Regions from separate parts of the Macaca mulatta genome. Here region 1 is linked to region 2. Evidence: chromatin contacts called from public Hi-C data. All regions are on one chromosome and are shown on one strand. The core of a region is the stretch at or near the end of the contact, and the rest is flanking DNA. Distances in the headings are between cores, read along the strand shown. Region 1 holds the start of TCTN1 (tectonic family member 1). Region 2 holds the start of VPS29 (VPS29 retromer complex component).

Region 1 (2,700 bases), core at 69-2,568, 120 kb after region 2:
CTTTGTTTTCCCCTTTAAGATGTCTAAATTATTTTACTTAATTTTTGTGAAAGATTTTTGTCTTTAAAAAAGTTCTTAGGCCTGGCGTGGTGGCTCATGCCTGTAATCCCAGCTCTTTGGGAGGCTGAGGTGGGAGGATCACTTGAGGTCAGGAGTTTGTGACTAGCCTGATCAGCATAGTGAGACCCCCTCGCTACAAAAAATAATGATAATAAAAGTTATTAAGTGTTCATTTGTCCCCTTTATCACAATACAGCAGACAGAAGTTATGTGGCAACCTTGTGAGATGCAGCTAAAACAAAAAAGGTGAAGCCAGTGTTGACAGAGTCTGGGATAGAGAGAATTCAGGGACAGTGATCTCACAGATCCCTATGCTCCTTTGAAACACCCACATTAGTGGTGTTGAGACGGCGCTTCCCAAATTTCCATCCAACTCATCTGCTTGTGTCGGGACATTTGTTAAAAATATTTATTCCTGGCTGGGAGTGGTGGCTCATGCCTGTAATCCCAACTACTCAGGACTCAAGAGGCTGAAGCAGGTGGATCACTTGAACCCAGGAGTTTGAGACCAGTCTGGGCGACGCCTGGGAGGGAGACCCGGGCGACGGAGGGAGACCTCGTCTCTACAAAAAAATACAAAAATTAGCTGGGTATGGTGGCGCGCGCATGAGTTCCCAGCTACTCAGGAGGTTGAAGTGGGAGGATTGCTTGAGCCCCAGAGGTCGAGGCTGCAATGAGCCGAGATCGAACCACTGCACTCCAGCCTGGGCGACATGTCGAGTGAGACCCTGTCTCAAAAAAATCCCCCAAAAACTGATTCCTGGGTCCTGTCCTAGACTTACTGACTCAGGATCTCCTGAGGTGGTACCTGGAAATCCGTCTTTTTTTTTTTTTTTTTTGGTTGAGACAGAGTCTCGCACTGTCGCCCAGGCTGCAGTGCAGTGGCACGCTCACGGCTCACTGTAGCCTCCACCTCCTGGGTTCAAGCGATTCTCCTGCCTCAGTCTCCCGAGTAGCTGGAACTACAGAAAATCCACATTTTTTAAGTAAGCGCCGCAGACCGGTTGGGAACCACAGCTGGGATTTACACGCCTCTCGTTTATGCCAGCTTCACAGCCGCTCACTAGTGCTCGCCCTAGTGCCTGCCATCGCTGCCTCACCCAGGCTCCGCCCTCTGGCCTCATCCAGGATCCGCCCCCTGCCTCATCCAGGCTTCGCCCCCGTCAGTCTCCGGCAGCTTCTCGCGGCTTAGCAAGCCGCTTCCCGTGATGCCTCGCGCCTGGGTGTAGCGGTTGCCGGGCAACGCGCGGTCCCTGGCGCGGGCGTAGCTGGGACCCGCTGGAAGATGAGGCCGCGAGGCCTCCCGCCGCTCTTGGTGGTACTCCTGAGCTGCTGGGCCTCCGTGAGCGCCCAGACCGAAGCCACCCCGGCGGTGACGACAGAGGGCCTCAACTCCACCGAGGCAGCCCTGGCGACTTTCGGACCTTTCCCGTCGACCAGGCCCCCTGGTACTCCTAGAGCACCAGGGTCCTCCTCCGGCCCCAGGCCTACCCCAGTCACGGACGGTGGGTACTATGTGCCAGCTCCTGTGGTCCACAGGGATCCAACCTCAAGGGGGCAGCCCGGGTGAGGACGTAATAATGATAGCTAACGCTTATTGAGCACTTACTGTGTGCATACACTAAGTGTTCCATAAACGTCCGTTCTTTAAACAATAACCCTGAGAGGTAGCTCTTACTATCACTGTCATGTAAATGAGAAAACCGGGTCTCAGAGAGTTTAAGTGGTACGGTATCAGACCTTTGAAAATACTTGAAGTGATCCCAGACAACAGTAATGCAAAGAGCAATAATGAATGAATCCTTGCAGCCCAAGACGAAATTAAGTCGAGACAATGGTGGAAATTGGTGCCTAGGCTGCATGGAACTTTCACTTAAAGAGAGGCCAAAGGTCTATCTTACTAAATGTGACTAGGTTAAGACGCTTGTCTGTTGACCTGAATTCTAAAAACCCAGGATTCCTCCTGTGTTGAATTGGAGGTGGGAAGCCATGGAGGGAGGGGTTATGCTCACTTCTTAGGAGTCATATTTAGGGATAATTAACATTTTTTTTTTCAGAAAATGATTGTCTAATTCTAGAATTACACATTTAGTGGAAATATTTTATAATCTAATTTGACGTTTGGCTGGCGCCGTGGCTCACGCCTGTAATCCCAGCACTTTGGGAGGCCAAGTCGGGTGGATTGCTTGAGGTAGGAGTTCAAGATCTGCCTGGTCAACATGGCGAAACCCAGTCTCTACTAAAAATAGAAAAATTAGCCGGGCATGGTGGTGCATGCCTGTAATCCCAGTTACTCGGGAGGCTGAGGCAGGAGAATAGCTTGAACCCAGGAGGCAGAGGTTGCCGTAATTACCACTGCACTCCAGACTGGGCGACAGAGCAAGACTGTCTCAAAAAAAAAAAAAAAAAAAAAAAAAAAAAAATTGACGTGGATGACTTCAGAGAATGACTGTGACCCTCTAAGATTGAGTGCAAAACTTTGTGAATATGCCTTTTCCTGAGATGAGAGTTCATAGCAGCCGATTCTTAAAGTGGTTCATGATCTCAAAGTTTTTAAAATTTTCCAGTTGTGTGGATTGAGAGTAACCCCAATAGGTATGCAGTACTTTAAATCTTTTTTTCAGTCTTTTTTTTTTTTTT
Region 2 (2,700 bases), core at 55-2,554:
ACAGAGCGAGACTCCGTCTCAAAAAAAAAAAAAAAAAAAGAAAAAAAAAGAAAATATGATTACAGGCCGGGCACGGTGGCTCACGCCTGTAACCCAGCACTTTGGGAGGCCGAGGCGGGTGGATCACCTGAGGTCGGGAGTTAGAGACCAGCCTGACCAACATGGTGAAACCCCGTCTCTACTAAAAATACAAAAATTTAGCCGGGCATGGTGGTGGGCGCCTGTAATCCCAGCTACTCGGGAGACTGAGGCAGGAGCTGAGGCTTTAATCTGGGCGGCAGAGGTTGCAGTGAGCCGAGATCGCGGCACTGCACTCCAGCCTGGGCGACAGAGCGAGACTCCATCTCAAAAAAAAAAAAAAGAAGAAAAATACGATTACAGCTATAAGGCCTCTCTAGTAGAGGCCCCCAATTTTTATGTAGGAAGGTCTGAGGGGCACCAACCTACTGGGGGTGAAGGGGTGATTGCTTGAAGGTGGCTGGAGACTAGGCAAGTCTCCAACACCGGCATTCTCCCCAGAAAAAATGTATATATTCATAAAAATTTCCTAACAATTTCAAGGAGTTCACACATCATTAAGGAATCCTACCCTAAAGGGGCGTAGCAACCCGTGGAAAGAAGTAGTTCCAGCAATTGCAAGCGCCAAATCCCGCCCTCTGAGCGCACACCTGTTCATTTCAATGGCAGCTGGATGTTATTTCAGGGGCGAAGAGGGTCGTTTATTCCCTTTCCCTAGATGGGAAACTTAAACGGGTACGAAATTCTGCTCGCTACTTCCCGTTCTGCATTCGAGAGGCCAGCTTCCACCACTACACCCCAACCAGCGGGAGATGCTTTTTTGCGGGAAAGGAGTAGGAAACGTCTGGAAACAGAGGAGGACCGTGCCCCTATCCCCGGAACACTCGAGGTATAGAATCAATGGCCTTCCCTGGCTCGGGAGTGCGGGTCTCGTGACAGGTCGGGCAGCTTAGATGGGCCTTTTTACTCTTTGGATGGCCTCTGGCCCCTTGGGGCCGGGATACGAGACCTAGGCCAGCCGCACCCAGAGGTGGCCGCTCCCTTCCTTCCCTAGCCCTCTTCCTGGGCCTTTCCCAGGCCAGCGCGTAGGCCCTGACGCCGAGGCCTCCGGGATTTCCCAATCCCTCCTCCTGGGACTCCCCACAGCTCCCAACAACGCAGCACCCCAGCCGAGAGCCAGGCCTCTGTCGCCACAGCTGCAGCCCTCACCATCCTGTCACCGGGCTCCGCTCAGTCACCACCGCCGCCGCCGCCCTCTTCCTCAGGCTCCTCGGCGACCCGCCTACTTAACCGCAACCAATGAGCACAGAGGGCGACAGAAATTGCCGTACGGAGGCCCACACGGGCCCTTCCCCGCTGTAAAGCAGTTTGGGAACTTGTGGAGGCGGGGTGGTGGAGTGCAGAGACAAGATCGAGAAGCTTCGAAAAGCGCGGGCAACATCCGGGCACCTGGGCCGTCGAGCTGAGGCGCGCCTTCCGGGCCTGCTTTTTAGAGCGTGTGGTAGCCATGCTGAAGTGCGTGATGAGCGGCAGTCAGGTGAAAGGTGGAGCGGCCTTTGTTGTCTTCCCATTTAGCAGAGGGAAAAGCAGACGTTAATAGGTCGTCCCTACCGTCGTCTAATTTTTCCTCTTTGCCTTTATGTGCAAGGACTGAGGACGCACGCCCTGGCCACAGTCCCACCCACTGAAGGTCCTGTTAGCTTCTGAGGGGAGCATGAGGACCCATCTCGTGTTACTTAAAGGCAGATGTAATATGGGTGGTATCCGGGAAATAGGTTTGTACCATGGGGCCACAAACTCGGGAAGCTGAGGACTGCATGGGGAGGAGTTGAGATAAAAAAATAATGCTTGGACAGTAAAAGTATTTTTTGTGCCAAGAGAAAAGCATTAACCTGTTTGGTTTTTTTTCCCCCCAGATTCTACCATTTTTAAAAATGTTTGACCTTGGAAAAGTCACTAAATCTCTTTGGGGCTCGGTCTCTAAAACCGAAACGGGGGTAATGAGCACCTTCGTCACAGAGTTTGTTTGGAGTCAGTGAAATGGAAATGCATGTAAAGAGCCCAGTAATAGCTGGAATGTACAAAAACTATTAGTATTGTAAACGGCGCTTTCAAAATGGAAATTAGGCCGGGCGCCTTGGCTCACGCCTGTAATCCCAGCACTTTGGGAGGCCAAAGTGGGTGAATCACCTTAGGTCGGGAGTTCGAGACCATCCTGGCTAAGATGATGAAACCCCGTCTCTACTAAAAATACAAAAATTAGCCGGGTACGGGGTAGGCTCCTGTAATCCCAGCTACTTGGAAGGCTGAGGTGAGAGGATCGATTGAGCCTGGGAGGTCGAGGCCTGCTGTGAGTTGAGCTCGCGCCACTGCACTCCAGCCTGGGTGTCAAGAGTGAGACTCTCTCAAAAAAAAAAAAAAAAAAAAAATGAACATTAACAGTGTCATACGGGATCAGACTAGTGTGTTTTCCCGCCCTAAATATGTTTTGTGGTGGGGAAGTCTGGCTACCCTCAAACATCAGAGATGTATGTTGAATACCCCTGATTTCTCACTCATGACTTGTTGTGACTTCGATATCAAGCTATTAAAACCTCTTCAGATTATCTTCTCCATGCACTGTTTTCACAGTTTTTGGGGGAGTCAAATACATTTATCTAAATCAACTTGTAAAATATATTA

What was found. A called contact is a pair of places that touch in the nucleus more often than the background predicts.
Region 1: a Hi-C map of fetal cortex germinal zone shows a contact between it and region 2, with 2.0 times the contacts expected there. The contact joins the promoter of TCTN1 here to the promoter of VPS29 in region 2. A contact is called at or near these places in 2 of 14 Hi-C or Micro-C datasets (fetal cortex germinal zone and fibroblasts).

Annotation. Positions count from the first base shown.
Region 1 is chr11:117,797,085-117,799,784 of T2T-MMU8v2.0, forward strand. TCTN1 (tectonic family member 1) reads left to right here and starts at 1,319. Exons shown (of 16, transcript XR_013401390.1): 1 at 1,319-1,565.
Region 2 is chr11:117,677,459-117,680,158 of T2T-MMU8v2.0, forward strand. It overlaps VPS29 (VPS29 retromer complex component), which reads right to left and starts at 1,305. Exons shown (of 4, transcript XM_077955088.1): 1 at 1,228-1,305. It overlaps RAD9B (RAD9 checkpoint clamp component B), which reads left to right and starts at 1,379. Exons shown (of 12, transcript XR_013401392.1): 1 at 1,379-1,562.